Linked DNA regions of Mus musculus: regions 1, 2 and 4 are each linked to region 3. The links are chromatin contacts, called in public Hi-C and promoter capture Hi-C maps. All regions are on one chromosome and are shown on one strand. The core of a region is the stretch at or near the end of the contact, and the rest is flanking DNA. Distances in the headings are between cores, read along the strand shown. Region 1 holds the start of Rnf145 (ring finger protein 145). Region 2 overlaps Ebf1 (early B cell factor 1). Region 3 overlaps Ebf1 (early B cell factor 1). Region 4 holds the start of Ublcp1 (ubiquitin-like domain containing CTD phosphatase 1).

Evidence for each region. Promoter capture Hi-C pulls out the DNA fragments that hold promoters and counts their contacts. A called contact is a pair of places that touch in the nucleus more often than the background predicts.
Region 1: a contact with region 3 is called in a promoter capture Hi-C map of pre-B cells, with 5 times the contacts expected there. The contact joins the promoter of Rnf145 here to the enhancer-like site in region 3. A contact is called at or near these places in 3 of 39 promoter capture datasets (the 3T3-L1 cell line, liver and pre-B cells) and 1 of 9 other capture datasets (liver).
Region 2: a Hi-C map of B cells shows a contact between it and region 3, with 1.8 times the contacts expected there. The contact joins two enhancer-like sites. A contact is called at or near these places in 4 of 484 Hi-C or Micro-C datasets (B cells, centroblasts, psoas muscle and 1 more), 9 of 115 datasets of contacts at active chromatin or transcription factors (the 230-238 cell line, embryonic basal ganglia, embryonic forebrain and 6 more) and 1 of 9 other capture datasets (embryonic tail).
Region 4: a promoter capture Hi-C map of pre-B cells shows a contact between it and region 3, with 7 times the contacts expected there. The contact joins the promoter of Ublcp1 here to the enhancer-like site in region 3. A contact is called at or near these places in 1 of 39 promoter capture datasets (pre-B cells), 2 of 484 Hi-C or Micro-C datasets (double positive thymocytes and large pre-B cells) and 2 of 9 other capture datasets (adipose tissue and liver).

What each region holds. Positions count from the first base shown.
Region 1 is chr11:44,516,634-44,521,051 of GRCm38.p6, reverse strand. Rnf145 (ring finger protein 145) reads right to left here and starts at 2,096. Exons shown (of 11, transcript NM_028862.4): 1 at 1,778-2,096.
Region 2 is chr11:44,631,494-44,635,634 of GRCm38.p6, reverse strand. Ebf1 (early B cell factor 1) reads right to left here. Exons shown (of 16, transcript NM_007897.3): 5 at 2,811-2,884. Among named protein-coding and RNA genes, the nearest start is that of Ebf1, 15 kb to the right of the region's middle. Within about 2 kb of position 2,509, at least 11 of the 459 cell types and tissues checked have an H3K27ac peak or open chromatin away from gene starts, as enhancers often do. A contact at or near this core is called in B cells and centroblasts, where this site is marked.
Region 3 is chr11:44,890,943-44,895,668 of GRCm38.p6, reverse strand. All of the region lies in intron 8 of Ebf1 (early B cell factor 1), which reads right to left. Among named protein-coding and RNA genes, the nearest start is that of Gm51859, 200 kb to the left of the region's middle. Within about 2 kb of position 2,563, at least 71 of the 459 cell types and tissues checked have an H3K27ac peak or open chromatin away from gene starts, as enhancers often do. A contact at or near this core is called in B cells, centroblasts, double positive thymocytes and 1 more, where this site is marked.
Region 4 is chr11:44,467,438-44,472,204 of GRCm38.p6, reverse strand. It overlaps Ublcp1 (ubiquitin-like domain containing CTD phosphatase 1), which reads left to right and starts at 1,657. Exons shown (of 11, transcript NM_024475.5): 1 at 1,657-1,777.

The sequences.
Region 1 (4,418 bases), core at 847-3,346, 370 kb after region 3:
TCCTTAACTACCTTTTTAAAAAAGACAAAGCAAAAATAAGATGACTTAAATTGATAACAGATAATTTAGGGCTGAAAGTTACAAACAAAACCATCACCATCAACCTTCCTTCTCTGCTCCCAGCAATTCAAACAAATTCTAAATCAACTAAAACTGAATCTAAGCAAATGGGGGACAAGGAGGCTGTCTATCCATTGGGATGCTGAGACCTTAAAAAAAATAAACAAACAAAACAAAAAACAAAAAAACAAAAACAAAAACGAGAGGGCGAAGCTGGACCCTAAAATCCGAAAGTAACTCCGCCCAGAAAGGAGACCAGGAAAGAGAACTTCCTTACATAAGCGCTGGCACACGTTTTAAATATAGCTAATCCTCCCCACTCCCACTGTGTTGCTAGCTAACTTTGTAGGGACTTGGTTTCCACAGAAACTACTAGCAATCCTGTGATTCCTCATCATCTCCGAAACCACATCCACAGATAAGAGTCCACCCTCCAGTGAAAGAGCCATCGTCCAACCTAAGGGCCCGACACAGAGAAGGAAAACAACGCTACCTCTGCCATTGGACGCTCAGCCTAGGTCACGACTGCAGCACCGGCAGCTCATCCTTTTGGGTCTGGTTCAAGATTCACAAAACTGCACACTCGGTATTTTATAAAATAAAGACAGACACACACACACACCCCTTCCTTTCAGACTAGTTTCCTGTTTACTGCAGACAGAGATGCAAAGCCATCCATTAATCTTTGATGCCTTCCCACTGCAAAGGCCCCTTCCCCCGCCCCATCTCACTCTCTCCCCGCACCTCCCCCAACCCCGCCTGCTTTGCTCAGATACATTTGAACTGTAGTAACCCCAAGCCAGCTCGCCGCAAGCAGGCAGCGAGCACAGCACAGCAGCGCGGCACGGACGCAGCAGCCCCAAGGCTAGGGGATTACGTGGAGCAGAAACTCTGCCAGGAAGAGAAGCCCGGGTGCTCCCTGCCTCGCCAAGGGTGCTGGCTCTACCGCGCCTCATAAGGCGCGCTTATATGAGTCAAGTTCCTAACCCTTAGATAGAATAGGGGGTTCATTCCACAAAGGTCCTAGGGTGGGAAAGCAGAACTGGAGAGGGCGAACCCAGGGATGGCGAGCGGGAAAAGGAACACAGTAAGAGAGAGATGAGCTGCTCGTGACTGAAGAGAGGCGCACTGCACACTAAGCCAGGGGTCCCCCTATTCTTTGGGCTTGGCAGGTCTTTCTGAAACCCGCAACCTGCACCGCCTGCACATGGTTAGGCTGAGTTAAGGGGCTGCGAGGTGAGGAGACGCCAGGGAAGAGGGAAGAAGCTTGAAAGCAAAAAGAGTGAACAGAAACGCAAAAGACGAAAAGTTAGAAATGCAAACCTGAGCAAAGGAGCCCGGACTGGACACCTCTGCCAGAGAGACCGGGAAAGGCCTTGCAACCGGGGTACAGGAGAGCAGAGAGGGGTGAGCCCCAATGAGGGCATCTCAGGAATGTGAGGGTTCTCTCCCTCTCCAGGCGCGGGAGGAAAGAAGGATGGAAGGTGGTGAGGAGGCAGCCGAGGCCCCGGGAACGAGTATGAGGCTCTGCGAGGAGGTCGCAGGAGACTGATCGCTGCTCAGGGGTGGGCGGGAGGGCGCGGTGCGGAGGGGGACCAGGCCGGGGCCAAGAGCCGGAGAAGGAGGGGGCGCGGCGGGGAGGAGCGAGGGTGGGGGAGGGGAGGGGAGGCGCAGTGGGCAGCAGGCCTGCGGGATGCTCCCGGCTGACCGCAGTCACCTGGAGCCGCAGCCTCCCTGCCTGCGGGGCGGCACTGGGGATGGCGGTGTCCGCTGCTGCCCGGCTCCGATTCCCGCCCCTCCGGTGAGATCTTCGGTTCCGACGGCGGGGGGCCCGGTTTGCGCGGCTCACAGCGGCGGCTCTCCCGCGTCCGGCCTCGGCTGCGGCGTCTCGGGAGGCGGAGGCAGCGGAAGCGGCCCGAACCGTGAGGTCACCATCCTCCGCGGCGACAAAGGCGCTCCCGGGCCGAGCGCCGGCACCAGCGCCCGGCGGCCGCCATGGCCTGGTCCCCGCGCTCCGGCTCCGCCCCCCGCGCTCTGCGGCGACCGCCGGCTCGCGCGCTCTGCGCCTGCGCGCGAGCTCGCCATCGCCCGGCCCCCGTGCGCCCACGCTCACTCACAATCGCGCACGGCGGGATCTTCCCGCACCGCCTCCGTTGAGTGGGCCCGAAACGCCGGCTTCTCTTTGGTGCTGGTCCGGCAGACTATTCCAAGGAAGGGTGAGGCGACACCGGGACATGCACTGTGACCCCAGCCATTCTGACACGTGTTCGCGCTCACTCCGCAGACACCACGAGCCGCACGCGCCCACACCTACACTCACCTGCTGGGACCACGTGGGACAATGTGAAAGGCTGGTCCCTGCCGCGTGCAAACCCAGAGCAATTTTTAACTCTCTCCTTGACTAGACTAAGACTCGTCTCTAAGGCATCAGGGACGACGAAGAGTAAAATGCTGGATGAGTGAATGGTTTGGAATTGCTCCCTGGGACTGTATTCCGGCTCCTTCGTTTGGTGCAAATGATTAACTACTGTATGAAAATAAAAGGTGTAAATAGGTTTGCCATTTCTTTTGGTTCAAGGTTCAAACCACATTAGTGTGCACACACCCTTTCCCTGAAACCCTTTTGTTCTGCTCTAGTCTCCTAATACTATGGCACATTCTTGCCGTATTATAAATGTAGAAGCTTTTAGAGCAGGATCTGTGTCTATATAGTATATAAGCTTGCTGAGGACTTAAGCTGATCTTTGCAGGGATCTATTACTACGTTCATCTGTATTACCATTGCCTCGCTATTACCTTCTGCCATTTGCTCTGTTGTTCCTTGCTTTTAGTTTAGTCCCTTGAGAATCAGTTGCCACTAGAAACTAGTGTGGCCTTTCATTAGGCAGTGCCTAGGTAACAGAAGATGAACACCAAGTGATTTGTAAGGCATTGCAACCATTCTGGCTCATTCGGAAACTTGCCAAGAGCCTCCACCTTACAATCTGTACAAGACAAAATGAGTATTCTTTGATGTTTATGTGTCCTTGTCCACTGCTTATGAGACACATACACCCACGATTCTGAACCTCTGGGTCTCCCCTGCTATAAAACTGTAAACACAACCTCTACATATACAAGGTCATCAGAGCAGGAGAGATGGCTTAGCTCTTAAGAGCCCTTTTTGTTCTTCTAGAGAACACCCCACCCCCAGGTTCAATTCTCAGCACCCAGGTGTAGCTGGTAACTCGAGTCCCAGAGGATCTGACGCCCTCTTCTGGCCTCCATGGACACTACAAACATGTGGTGCTCAGACATATCTGCAGACAAAACATTCATAGATGTAAAATAAGTAATATGTAGCCAAAGCCATCACTAAAGTTCACAGTAGCATATCTCCCTCCCATTTTCTGTGACTGTGATAAAACTTGGACAGAATTTATGGAGAATGGGTGTGTTTCAGCTCACTGTTTAACGCACAGTCCCTCGTGGGGCAGGTTAAGGCATCAGGAACTTGAAACAGCTGGTCACTTCACCCAGAGTCTAGAAGCAGAGAGTGATGTGAATGCATGCATGTCACTGCTCACTGCCTCATGTTCCTCACTCGTAAGCAGTGCAGGATGCCCTATCCAAGGAATGGCATCACACTAATCAAGAGAATGTCCTCAGGAGCCATGGTCCCATGTGACTAATTTTGTCAAATTGATGATTATCGGTAACTGTCACCTACTAGCTTCATAGCAGGGTTTAAATGTTTCTGGGGGTTCTGTTCATAACTCGTTATAGCCACTTTTGTTTGGATCCCTTAGGCCACCTTGGAATAACCATTAAACCTGTCACATCACAGAGCAGTGGTTTCATGAGTCTCTTCTGTATGTAGCCTCCTAGGTAAAAATCCTCACTGGCTGATGGTTGCAATAGGAAGCTGCCTATGCTAGCAACAGCTTTCCTTGGCTTTTACTCTCAAAGTTTCACTGCTGGCTAAGGCAGGAAAATATGTGGCCAGAAACACAGAATAAAGAATTCAAAATGCATATAACACTAAACTTGAATTGGTTGCCTTTGTCCTCAGGTAAATTTCAGAGTTTTGACAATATTTAAAAGTTTCATTAGATTCATGCTTTGCCTTAGTGGAAGGGGGGGGGGTCACCTCTGCCCTTTGCCATTCTATGTCTTTTTAAAGGAGAAAGAAAATGGCTTCAAAGCTTAAGCACTCCACCATAAGTACACTGGACATGTCAAAGCAAGAACAAATCATGTGTCCTTTTACCTTTGAGTTTCACAGGAGTGGCTTGTAAATGCTGAAGTTCAAAACAATGTGTGAAGAAAATTGCTCTGGTAATGAAAGGGTTACTGCAGGAACCTTGCTGCTAATCCAG
Region 2 (4,141 bases), core at 1,260-3,759, 260 kb after region 3:
TAGAATCCCACTCTTAAAAAAATAAATGAAAGGATTCATAGAGCCATATTATCTGTAGAACTTCACAACCATAAATGACTGGTGTGATATTCTAAGTCACCAAAGGCAGAAGTGCTCTGCATCTTCAAATCAAAGAGAGTTTTTCTCTCAGTGTCAACAATTATAAACTAATGATGGTAATTTCTTTAGCCATGTCACACAATGGGGTCACCTTCTCCACAAAACACAATGTTTTTTTTCTCTCTCTCTCCTTCTCCTCCCCCTTCTTCTTAATTTACAGCACCTGAGACAGGACTGTCCCTTGCTTATCGTTTCCTTTTCCCTTCCATTTGCCTGTAATGAACAGAACGCACCAAGCCCTTTCTTGTGGATCGAAATTCTGTCTCCTTCATCATAGCCAGTGTACTATAAACATACAGCTTTTGTGACATCAACGCAAAGTTTTATTGTGCCGTTAGCTTTGACAGAAAGCACTGCAGAAAGTTGTTTAGAAATTAAATATCTAAAACAAGCTATTTTAAAATCCAGGGCCTTCACTATTTCATGTCTGCAATGAAGAAATTTTATCTTGGGGAGAGCAAGCTGTCTTTCACACCATATGGCTAATGGTGGTGCATAGCAATTAGCCAGGCTGATTAATGGTGAACAGATTCTAATTTTATGCTTATAATTGAGGCTGCATTTGCACCCCTGGTGCAAATTCAGCACATCCCAACTTCCACTTACAACAGGCAAGAAATCAAGAGAAATAGGATGGTATGGAAAGTGAGAATTTTTTTTTCCTAAAGCCCCCTAAAGAGCATCAGATTTGCAATTTAAAAGACTGTTAGCCACACAATAGATGACAGGTTTGTGTAATGGGGTCATGGTAGCCTGTAAACAAACAGTACCCCTTCCACATCTATAGGCAGCCGGAGAGAGCAGTAATCTGTAACATTAGCAAGATGACATTTGGAATATGGCTTTCCCTCTTAGCCACTCGGTACAAACAGCGTCATTTGCCTTCCATGGCTTGAGAATTTTATTTTTTGCTATTTTTATGTTTCTGAAAAATAGAGAGAACGCGAGCAGTAAAGCACACCAACCAGCATAATAAAGCACTTTGGACCAATGAATTTTAAAAACAAGGAAAATATAAACTGCATTAATAGAGGGGGGCCCTGCGCATGAGAGGCATAATATATCTCTAAGTAGTTCAGGAATAGAATTCTCTCCAGCATAATCCAAACATATGCAGATACGAAATGCAAATCGATGATGTATAGCTAGTGCTTGGCCTGTTCCTGAAATCCATCTTCCTGTTTCCTGTTCTGCTACAGCCACACGCAGCTCTACATGGAGAGGGCAGTCTAATGGCGTGTTAATTGTAGAAGGCTAAAATGATAGAGCTGTGGTTGGGGGAACAGTAACACAGACGAGGTTACGATTTACTTAGGTTACATTTTTTAAACCGGGGCTTGCTCCTTTCCTTCTAAAAAGGTGCCACTCAGCCAGATTATATCCAGGTCATACACACAGGGTAAAACTAACTCGTTCTACTGATGAAGAAATTCCACCCTGTTTAGGAGTGTTCCACTACTGTCTTAAGTCTGGAGGAAAAAAAAAAACAACCTGGTTTTTAGAATAATTAACAGGTTTTATAAATCACTGAAGTGAAAATGTGTGAAGCGCTTATATATCTTAGAACTATAAATCAGAAGTATTTCTAAAAAGAAAAAAAGCAGAATTTTTATAGATACAAATGTTAATGTTTGGGATGTCACTCGGAAAACACAACACACTTTTGAGTCTTTTTCCACCTGTAGAGTTGTAAGATTGTTTGCCCCAAGAGTCCATGAGTGGCCGGTAAGGGCTTCCCATGCTGAGAAGGCAGCTGAAGACCCATGTAGACTGGTCAGTGACATTCACCAGCCAAACACACATTGTGCCAGAGAGAGGCTGCTCAGCTAACAAAGCAATTAGGAACTCTCCTCTGATGTCAAGTGTGGCATCTCCCTGCTTTATCTAATTACTTGGGAGATGTTGAGAGCAAAATGCTGGGTTATTTTACAAGGAATAAGAGTGTAAGTTAAAAGGCTGCCCTTATCCCTCTGCTGCATAGGCCTGGCTGAGGCCACCAAGGGGCACTGTGGTCTCAGATGACACTTCAGCATGATCACAGCAGAAAGAGATTCATCTGTGAGGAACATGAATTATTAGACCTTTTGTGGTCTCCTTTTCATTTTCCTTCCCCCAAAACCCCAAAGCAAACCACCCCCAAGAAATATTAGCTTCATGCTCAGATATGAACAGGATTACTAAAAGACCATCTACAGGAGAAAAGAAGAGACAGAGAGAGACAGAGACAGAAAGAGACAGAGATGAGTTTAGGCTCAGGTATGGGGTGTTATAGTAAGCAGAACTCAAAGGAGGAAGTATGACTTTCAAGTTGCCCCCAACAGAAGCCTCTGCTGACTTCAAGAGAACTCATATTTTACTAAGCATGCAGATGAGTGCAAATGTCACCAAAAAGGAAATTATACTCTATGTCACTCCACTGCGAAGGAAGAGGGAGGTTGCTGCTCTGTGGCCATGAACAGTGAGGTACCAAAAAACGCAAACTAATGTCTCCCAAGATGAAATGTAATAAACAACTGAGAACCGACATGATCCTTGACCAAATTACCAAATGTGTCTGATAATTCTTCCAGACCATTTACCAAACGCAAAATAAACATATTCCCCACCCCCCAATGGAACTGATTTCACCTAGACTTGAGATCCAAATTCATCTTTACTTCAGAGAGAGAAAGAGAGAGGAAATTTCTTACCTGCACATGATCTCGTGTGTGAGCAATACTCGGCACATTTCAGGGTTCTTGTCTTGGCCTTCATACACTATGGCCTGAAAGTAAAGGCATGTTTTTAGCTAAAAATAGAAACAAGTAGCAGAGGGTTATGTATAACAATCCCGTTCTTCACTGCCTCGCCCCTGCTGGGGGCCAATTAACTTTTAGGAGCAAAAAGCCTCACTGGGCTGATTATTTCAGGACACATTGGTCAGGATCAGCCCAAATTGAGTGGAATGGGATCTGATCCTCTCTGCCCTATCAGCCACCTCATTATGCACATCTTTGGACCAAAGCATGTGATAGGCATCTGTTGTCAAGACAACCATAATTCTCTTTTCAATACAGAATAAAAATAAGTCTAATCAATAAAGAGGGGAGATCCAGAAGGCTGAAGAGGTTGCAATATTTTGTATTTCAAATGGAGAGAGGCCATGTGCGTTTGATCGGCCAGCCACGTACATTTGCTTCCGCACTGCTCCCAGCGTGTTCTACTGGAAAGTAGCAGGAAATGGGTATGGGGAAAGCTGGATGTCTATGCATCGTCAAAGTCATTTCTGAAGCGATTCCATCAGGGGAAACCCCCTCTTCCTACCGAGAGGCTGAGAGCAAGCGCTTTTGCAGGGTGTACACCCGCCCAGAAGGGAACCCTTGCCAGCATATGCTGTGTGGGGGGGTGAAATCACAGAGTCAGCTCCTTAAGCAGAGAATTACATCTCACTCTCAAAATCTGGATTCCCTCAACCGCCAGCCACGGGCGCTTTGCTCTCTTTTCCTTTTTGCAACACAATCACATTTTGCTTTGGGACACCCACCAAGTTCCCCAAAACCTCAAGCTTGCTCATGGACCTACAGGTCACTGTCCCAGCCAAAGAGACACACAACGCTATTGGTAGACTGGGCTTCTGCATCAGCATACATTTAACTCACTTAACACTGTATCACTGCATAATACTAATATAACACAGCTTCAAATTGTTAATAAAATTACTTTCACACATTCACAGAACCCTCAGTTTCTTAGTGACAAAAACTATTTAAATTAACCAGAGGTTATTCTTATTATTATGTGGTTCATAAAAGGACTTCTGTGCCTAACTGGTCATTCTCATGCACCATGGTTTTGAACTTGGAGACAGAACCACCGTGACTTAAGACCCAGTGTAGACAGATCCCTGGGTCATGACCTGATTACAGTTTACAGTATCTAGACACAGAGCAAAGCTAACTTTACAACAAATTAAAATGAAGGAAAAAAAGAAAAGCACACATCCCTAACATTGGTCTATCAAAACTACCTACCTTTTATGGCT
Region 3 (4,726 bases), core at 1,314-3,813:
ACTGACATTTTTGTCCCCGATAAGGATTGAGTTATGCCAAAGAACTGAATCCAAAACACCTAGGACAATGCCAATTCTAAAATTTGAGGTCTGAGTTTATAGATTTGCTGCACATGATAGCTCCTCAAAGGACACTGCTGGTTTAGTCACTTGGGCAGCAGCAGGGTTTACAGATGAAGGACTATGAGGAAGAGGAAGAGATTTAAGGAAGCAGGGAAGGGAGGAAAGAAACTTTTCATTTTATAACACACATGCTCATCTTAATGATCTTCTAAATAACAGCCAAACTGTGTGCTATCCACTCAATGTTTTACAATGGCAGATATCATACCATTTTTACAGTCAATAGAAGAGCCTGGTATGATGACATTTCAGATTTGAACCCCTCCCTGTCCCTGTCCCCCAAGTCATTCTGGACTAGAACTGCAGATAAAGGTTGTGGTTTTAAACAGCTAGGATCTGGCTGCTTAAAACCCTCAAATAAGCCAGCCACAGAGGAGCATGTGTTCATGTATAAATTATTGATCAATTGCACAGATTGGGATAAGAATCTATTAGTAGCAGAGTTCTGCTTTCATGTTTAATGATCAGATATGTGTTAGGTAGATGTAGACCTATTTGTGTGCCCCATGGTGTAGAGAGTGTTACTTTGGTGTTTCATTTTCTCTTCCTGCCCTGGTCTGCTTCCCACATCAGCGCTTCTGCTATGACTGGCCTGCACATATGCTACAGAAGGATCTTAAAAGCTGTGCCACTGTCCTGCCAACTTGCATTGGGCAGGGAAGCTACAAAGCCCTACGATCCTCAGACTGCCCCCTTCCCTACACACAAAGTTGTTAAAATCCTTCGGATGGCGTCATATTCATCTGATAAGGGTGATGATCACCCAATTTCTATAAAGTTTCATTTCTGCCCACTGAGTATTTCAGGTTGCAATACTGGCCCAGGGAGCTGGAGATGAGGTGCCCGATAGCGAGATGTGATACCAAGAGTTTTTATCTTAACCCAGAAAAGCACCTTCCCATGTATCACTACTCAAGCCAAGTAACTCACCCTTGGGATTGAGCATAGACCTGGCTTTTCAGTTTGCCTTTGAGTAATGTCGTCAATTTGTTTCAACTGGAGCAAGTTTTACATTACGGGCTCAAATAGCAAGAGCCTCTACTTCTGAAGTCCACTCCGCAGAGAGAGCGGCTTTGACTTGACAATGGGAAAGAACAGTAGCCATGTGTTAGCAACTGTGTTAGCAACTTGGAAGTTTAAAGAGTGCAGAAACCAACTTGACTCTTCATTTAGCCACACCCAACTCCTTAACAGTTGGCCTCAGTTTCCCTTATTTTTAAGTGGATTCTATAACTGCATTGCCCTCCCCTGGCTGTTAAGAGCATTAAAAAAATATTTTTTTTCCCAAAACACTCATCACTAGACCACATGCACCAGCAGCAAAATCAGCATCCCTAGAGACACAGGCCCAGATCTGTAGTGTGCAATCTATTGGACCAGGAGCTGTAGCACTCACCACAAGATTGGAAAGGAAACAATGGACTTCTTTGTCCAACCAAAAGAGAGACACTAACACATGTAAAATTTCTAAGTTCACTTCTCAGAAGCAATTCTTAGACCTACACCACCCTTCTCCCCTCAAATGTCTAATGGTCTATCCCAATGTAATAGTCAAACAACCTATTGACTTTTTTTCGTCTTCACTTCACTAACTGCTACTCATTCAAATATGAGAAGCTTCCCGACTCCTCAGACTCTGCTGGGTCCCTTGTATTAAGCCTTCTTAGCAACCTGTATTTCTCTTTCACAGCCCTTATCAACATTGCCAATTAAATCATCGAGATTATCATTGTTTCCTGCATATGAATTGGTATGTACACATAGCTGTGTACCTCGTCATGTTAGTGCTGGCCCCGGCTTTGCTCTCCTCTGCCCCTCTCTTATCTAATATAGTAGGCAGAGAGCCGGTAAATATTTGTTGACCAGATAAACGACCGAATGGAAAGCAAATGAGCAATCATTGATGGTCTGATGTTGTGAAAGAACTGAAGTGGGTGGAGTAAAAGTTGAGGATCCTTCCAGCCTGCACTAACAAACCACCTCTTACAAAGCTGGGCAGCTCATGCCTGTGAATGTGGCATCTAGGAGGTAGGAGCAGGAAGAGCAGGGAGTTCAAGGCCAGCTTTGACTATATAGCCTGGGCTCCGGGAGACCCTGTCTCCAAAGAACAAGAAACAAACAAAACAAACGATTGCCGCTATACCCACAATGTGCTTCCTCCATGGATAAGAGACCACGTAGAGTCCTGTTTCCTGGGCTGCGCTGGCCTCGGTTCAAGCAGCTGGTACCCCATTCTCTTGGGAGTTAAAATTAGTATCAGTAACCCACACACAGCCATACCCCCTCACACCCCATCCCACCCCCACCCCATGAAGAAGACTCTAATCATGCAAGGACCCAGGTGGGGCTTTCTGACAGATTTAAAGTTAGAAGGGAAGGTAGCAGACACCGGAAGGTAGCAGCCACCGGCTTCCGGAGGCACCAGGACTTCCTGCCTTTAAGCCGTGCTGGGTTCCTGTCCTGCCTTCCCCACCCTTCCCCCACGCATCAGCCTCAACAGAGTTGCTGCTCTCTCTGCCATTTGAACTCAAATCCTATCTCGGAAATTGATGGGTGATGCTGCCCTTGACAACACAGTGTCAGCTTAACTCAGTGTCCAGCTGGTTCTGTGCACATTATCATAATGCGCTGCCTGGGCGGGCGCTGCCTGGGCGGACTCTGCTCGATGCTTGCTCTTGCTTCGTGTCCTTCTCTGCCTTCTGACATACAGAGATTGCTTGTTTAAAAATAAAAATAGAGACAATATCTTAGGAGAGGTTTTGATTTTTAGAATTTCTCTAGAACAGAAACTCTACCTTAATGGCAAAATGAACCTAAAAAGCTTTCTTTCAACCAACAACAACAAAAAAAAAAGACAAACAACAAACAAAAACACAGGGTTTATTGGGAAAAAATAAAAATGAATATTTCCCAGGGCCTTACATGTTTCCTATTAAATTGAATGAATTATTATTTTTTATCTTTAAAGCCTTTCTAACAGCATGCTTCAAACTTAAGTCATAATTTTGCTACATTCCAGTACCATGTAGGCAATTACTTACTTGATTTTATCGAGTTGTGATTTTTATTTTAACCATCTAATACTTTCTCTAAGCTTGATCTTACCCTAAGCACTAATGTCCATGAGATCACCGTTTTGAAGTAACAGCTGTGGTTTTTTTCCCTAATGGATTAAGATAGGCATATAGCTATTGTAAGATATCTTAAGTCATGCATGGGGATATATACCTGTACCCTGCAACTCAGGGACAGAGGTAGATGGATTATGAGTTTGGAGCCAGCCTAGGCTGCTTAATGAGATCTTGGTGTGTGAGTTTGTATGTGTTCAGGTATGCATGCCCCTACATACGAATGGTCAAGCAGAATATCCATTGGGTATTTTTCTCTCACTTTCTGCCATATCCCCTTGAGACAGTCTCTCACTGAACTGAAAGCTTGACATTTTGACTATGCTAGCCTGTGAGTTTAACTCGGCAGAACTATCACCTCGGTGTTTGGGTCGCTACCCCGAAAAGCTGTGTCTGTAGTTCCTCACGAAGTCAGAGACATTCTCACAGAATCATCAGAGCTTGAAGGGCGATCCCAAACCTCCACTTAATGATGAGGGGACAAAGGGCCAGAGAATTCCTAGTCCATCCTCAAAGCCATGTATGAAAGCAAGAGAAAGCTCCATCTTAACAAATTTCCGTAAGTAAAACTGACAAAATAAAGAGAAAAATTAGAGATTGAAGAGATGGTACAGTGGTGTAGAGCACATACAGCTCTTGCAGAGGACTCAACTTCAGCTCTCTGCACTCACAGCTGGTAGCTCACAGCTGCCTGTAACTACACCTCCAGAGTAGCCTGAAGCTCTGGCCTCCTCAGGCACCCAAACTCACGTACCCACATACAGAAACACATGCATTAAAAAACATATAATTAAATCAAATGAATCTTTACTTCAGGCCTAACTGTTCCGACACACCACGTTATAAACAGGGGCTTAGGAACAGGACATGGAAGTGTTTATTTCCATATTGCCACTGCGTGATTCCTTTTGAATTCTCACATGAGGGAGTCTCCAATGAAAAGCCAGAGCAACGGAGGGCCCTGGCTTGGAACAATGAACTATACAAATGAACACAATTGGAATTGTGACACATGATTGATCAAATACAGAACAACAAACAAACAAAAAAATAGCTTCAAAAAAGTTTTGTCATCTCTGGCCAAAACAAGAACAGACCCCCACCACCACTCCTCAAATGAACACGTCACAGTGAACTTATTAAAATAAGTGCGGTCGCTCATTTATTAGATCCAACCAAATAATGAGTGCTGGAAGTTTCCCACAGTTGACCAGTAGGCCAAGACATTTTTATAAGAAAGGCTTTGAGCCCTTCAATTTTCCATATTGTTCCTAGCATGGAGTTTCCTAATCATACAGCTGTTGTCTTACACGTTTTCTAATGCTCTCTTGGTTTTCTCACGGTCTCCTTTCCCCACCTCATATATGCCAGAGAGTCCATATAATCCACAAGGTACTTAATGAGAGCTGACTCTGAACATCTCTGCAGGGAAATAGGTGTTACCAACCTCCTGGTGCTCTTGCTAGTGTTATAGA
Region 4 (4,767 bases), core at 408-2,907, 420 kb after region 3:
AAAATACTCATACTCATTGAAAAACAAGTCTTTTAAAAAATTGCTAAGACACAAAATTTAGTTGCTTTATTTCTAACAAGCCCAAGAAATGAAAAAACCAAAACAAACCCAAGCAGGTACAGCTCTATCGACTAAAAGGAAAGACACACATGGAACCAATATTACCTTTTTACTCTCCCCTTCTGGAAGAAACTGGTTTAAGAAAACGTTTTGGATTTGTGTTTTTATAATTTTAAAATGACATTAATTTAGCCATACATGCTGGTGCATGCCTTTGATTCTAGCACTTGGGCAGGTGGATCTTTGTGAGTTCCAGGCAAGCCTGAGCTATACATAGAGAAACCATGTTTTCCCCCTCCCTCCAATTACATTAATTTTTCTGTGGGTCTGTTTGTACCAAGGCACAGGAAGTCTGAGAACAACTGTCAAGAGGTGGCCACGCCTCTTATGGGTCTCTAAGATTGAATTTGAAGTTTTAAAAAGTATCAGATATACTTATCTAGGGGCTGATGATGTAAACATTCTTCAAGTTACTTTTTAGGTCTTTCTTTTCTTTTTTCTTTTGCATAACAAGTAACACTGGGAATTTCTTGAATGGATGAGAAGGGTTAGGTCCCGTTGAGGCTTTCTTCTGTCTGAGTCAGAGTTTCAGTCTGTATCCCAGGGCTGGAACTAGAATTCCCTATGCCCAGGCTGGCTTCAAATTTATGCACTATCCTACTGCCTCAGCTGGGATTACAGGCAAGAGCCGCCTCCAGGGGTTCAAATGGAGACTGCTTTGATAGCTAAGAAAAACTCCACTTTATGTGAGGCACCCATTCTAAATTCCGAAAAGATAAGTTCCTAGCAACTCTGACTCCTTGCCCCTTCCCCATGAATTGGAAAACTGCTATGAAATGATTAACTGCTGGCTCTGATTTCTGCGAACTCCGCTCATCATTACGCACAGGGGGTGGGGGGTGGGGGTGAGGCAGTTCCTCACATAGCTGTCAATCCCACAGAAATGAAGTAATTGTAACTGCCCTTAAAAGCCCCTTTCCTGTTTTAGCTCACAGGAACTAAAGAGAGCGGCTGCTTAAGAAGAAAAACTCGGATAACTATAATTTAAACGGAGTCTCCGGTCTCTCCGAGTGACTTCGAACGCTGCAGCATTTATTTCTATGAAAGCATGGCATTCTTCTGTAAAGAGAACTAGCTTTCCTTGCATTTAAGGAGGCAAAGCAAGCACGAGTGGGTGGAGCCGACCGACACACAGATCTGGAACACCGTTGTCACACGGATATTTGTTCCATGAGTGTTTGGATCACTTTGGCCGGCTTTCCCCTGGAGTGGGCAAATTATATTCCTGGCTCCTTGCGTCTCTAGAAAAGTCTCCTCTTCAGTCCTCAAAGGTCGGCTTCATTCGGAACGCGACACTGCCACAGGAGTCACAGGGCTCCGCAAAGCTCAGCTCTGGTGGAAAAAAAAAAAAAGTCGCCACCGGGCCGGAGCATGCGCAGAACAGCCGGCGGCGGCCACCAAGAACCGGGAGGGGTCTCTTTCACAGAGGTCAAAGTCTGGAAAACACTCGGCCGGCCTGGGCTCCGCAGGCGTCACATCGGAGGAGAAACCAAACAAGCGGCAGCCGCATTTCCCCCTCCCCTACAACACATTTCCGGTCTCAACCACACTTTCCGGTCCGCCCGCCGGTTCCGGTCCCGCCCCTCGCTTCCGGTCTCCTTAGGTTCCGCTGCGGCCGGCTTTTTCGTCCGCTGTAGCTGGTTCCGCCGCGCTCCAGGTGAGAGGACGCGGGGTTCTCCGGCGCGCCTGCCTGTGAAGGCGACGCTGCGGCCGGGGGATGCCACTGAACTGCATGCGCCCCGTGGTTTGTCTCGCTGCGGTCCGGGTGGGCTGGGACTGCAGCTGTCCCGCCTGGCCCCCAGAGGCCCCTGTCCCGGCGCACTGCGGGTCGTGGCCGCAGCCTTCGCATCCGGCCTTCTCACCTGACCCCAAGGCTTCCCACGTCCCAGAATGTTCTGCGTCCGCGGGCCTCGTCCCCCGCTCCTGCAGGGTCTGTCTTGTCCTCCCCTCACGCGGGTTGTCGAAGGCGTCCGAGGCAGCTTGTTTCTGAGACTCTGCCTGTCTTGGGATACTCCCGGGGCAGTCCGGGCTGCACCCCGCGCGGCTCCTGCGGGCCGGCGCCAGGGCCCGCGGCCCAGCACCGCACGCTCACTCTTGCCGGGCTGGATGAAAAGTTCACACTGTCACTTTTGAAATTGCCGCCGTTGGCTGCTTTTCGTGATGCGGTGTTGGGCGAGAGTCGCTGTGACTTATTTTGCAGGTTTCTAATCTGTACAGTGAGGTCGCTTGTTAGTCCAGGATTGTGAAGATTAAGATAGCGATAGTTAACGTGCTCAGCCCTCACTGCTACCGTTCTCCTAGCTCCTCGCGGCTTATCAAATGCTGTCAGGTGTTAGCGCTTATCAAAACACATACATGTGAACTGACTCATCTCTGGGTTTGGAAGGCTGAGGGCTAGAGAGGTAAGAGACTAGGCAAACCCAACACAGGATGTTAGGCAGAACTCCAGTATAAACATACGTTGATTACATATCCCATAAAAATGTCCTCTTTGAGTTGGATCGCCATCACCACCCACTCCCACCCCCCAATTTGGGGGACAAATGTGATAAACCATTAGCATTGTATGAGAAAGTATAAAAATGCCCATGCTTTTTTTGTCCTGCATGATTCTCAGTAGTGATGAAATGAGATTCAAAAATTAAAAAAAGTTTTAAGAACTTAAGCTGGAAAGGTTTGTATAACCTTTTTTTTTTTTCTATGCCCAGAGTCTTGGGGCATTTGACAACTTGTCTTTACCATTTGTAGCACAAGTTCTTTATGAAGTAGTGCCTGTTGTTAAGTGCATGGGGCCCATGCCATTGGCAGGTTTTTCTAAAGCCGGTAACAGAAGAGCCTAGAGGAGTAGCATGCTCAGCCTCTACCACCTCAGAGGTGGTAGAAAAAGACTGGTTAAAGTGGACATTGTTAGGTCTCTTTCCTTATTCTGATGATACTTCCAAGAAGTCTTCATCAAATTTAAGTCAGTGGTATTGGTTGAGAACCACTGGTCAAAAAACTCTCATGGTCTCCAGACTACCCTGCCCGTCCAAGCACCGGTTAGCTCAGCTCAGCTCAGCTCAGCTCAGCTCAGCTCAGCACAGCTAGAAGCCTTCCTAGCTCTTACGAACAATCATTCCTGTTTCTGTGTCTTACAGATTTCAAATTGACCCACATGCCTTTTTAGCCAAGGTCATAAAACTTCTTAGGGCAGATTCTGCCTAACGTGGCATCGTTGCCCTAAGTTAGCATGCTTGCAGGTTTTCTGCAGAACATTAACATATGAGTAAGTAGGTCTAAGTGGGACTCTAAAGGGAAACGGACAGGGAAGCCAATGTGAATATGGATTTGGTACGCTTTTCGAAGCACAGTAATAGATTTCTACATTAAGTCTTTGCAGATTGTTAATTAAAATTTACCTTCTCTCAGAATTGGTTGTGATGCTTACGATCACATGATCAAATACTTCATCACCCACGCGAAAGCGCTGCAAAAAAACGCCAGTGCTCTGAGATTCGGGAACTCAGTGCTCTGACCTATGAAGGAAGTGAGGTTATAAGTGTTGACAGCTTAATGGGACAAGCAACCTGTGTTTAGTTGTTAGGGAGAATAGCAGCTGCCATGTAACATTTCTGTGGTTGGATCTGTATGAGCGCATTAAAAAAAAAAAAACCCTACAGTTTGATGCTTTGACTCCTGTAGATGGACTCTGAGTTAGACAGCTGTGACATACTGGATTTAGGATGTGGTGAGATTTAGTCAGGGAACCAACACCAGTTTTGTGCATGTGAGTAGATTATGTAGCTGTTTCTTTTTCTTTTTTAAAAATTAGATATGTTCTTTATTTACATTCCAAATGTTCTCCCCTTTCCTAGTTTTCCCTCCAAAAATTAACTATCCCCTTACCCTGCTCACCAACCCACCCAGTCCCGCTTCCTGGCCCTGGCATTCCCCTATACTGGGGCATAGAGCCTTCACAGGACCAAGGGCCTCTCCTCCTATTGATGACTGACTAGGCCATCCACTGCTACATATGCAGCTAGAGCCATGAGTCCCACCACGTGTTTTCTTTGATTGGTGGTTTAATCCCAGGAAACACTGGGAGTACTGGTTAGTTAACATTGTTCCTCCTATGGGGCTGCAAACCCCTTCAGCTCCTTCATTAGGGACCCTGTGCTCTTTCCAATGGATGGCTGTGAGCAACCACTTCTATATTAGTCAGGCACTGGCAGAGTCTCTCAGGAGACAGGTATATCAGGCTCCTGTCAGCTGGGGAACAAAATGCCTATGGAAGGAGTTACAGAGACAAAGTTCGAAGCAGAGACGGAAGAAATGACTATCCAGAGACTTCCCTACCTGGGGATCCATCCCATAAACAACCACCACACCCAGACACTATTGCAGATGTAGCTGTTTTCGTAATGGCAAAGAGGGATATTCTTATCAGACACTTTAATTACATGAGATGATCTTCATACATCTGGTCAGTTCATAAAACATAAAACACATAGTGGTGTATAATCTGGGACTGCCTAAAACATAATAAACGTTCAGCTTTAGAGTTATTTTAAGAAGTACAAAGAGTTTACCAGGCACTATGTGAGTTAGAAATGTTAACCGATTTACTCTTCATAAGAACCCTAAGATACAAATAGCATTCCTTTGTTT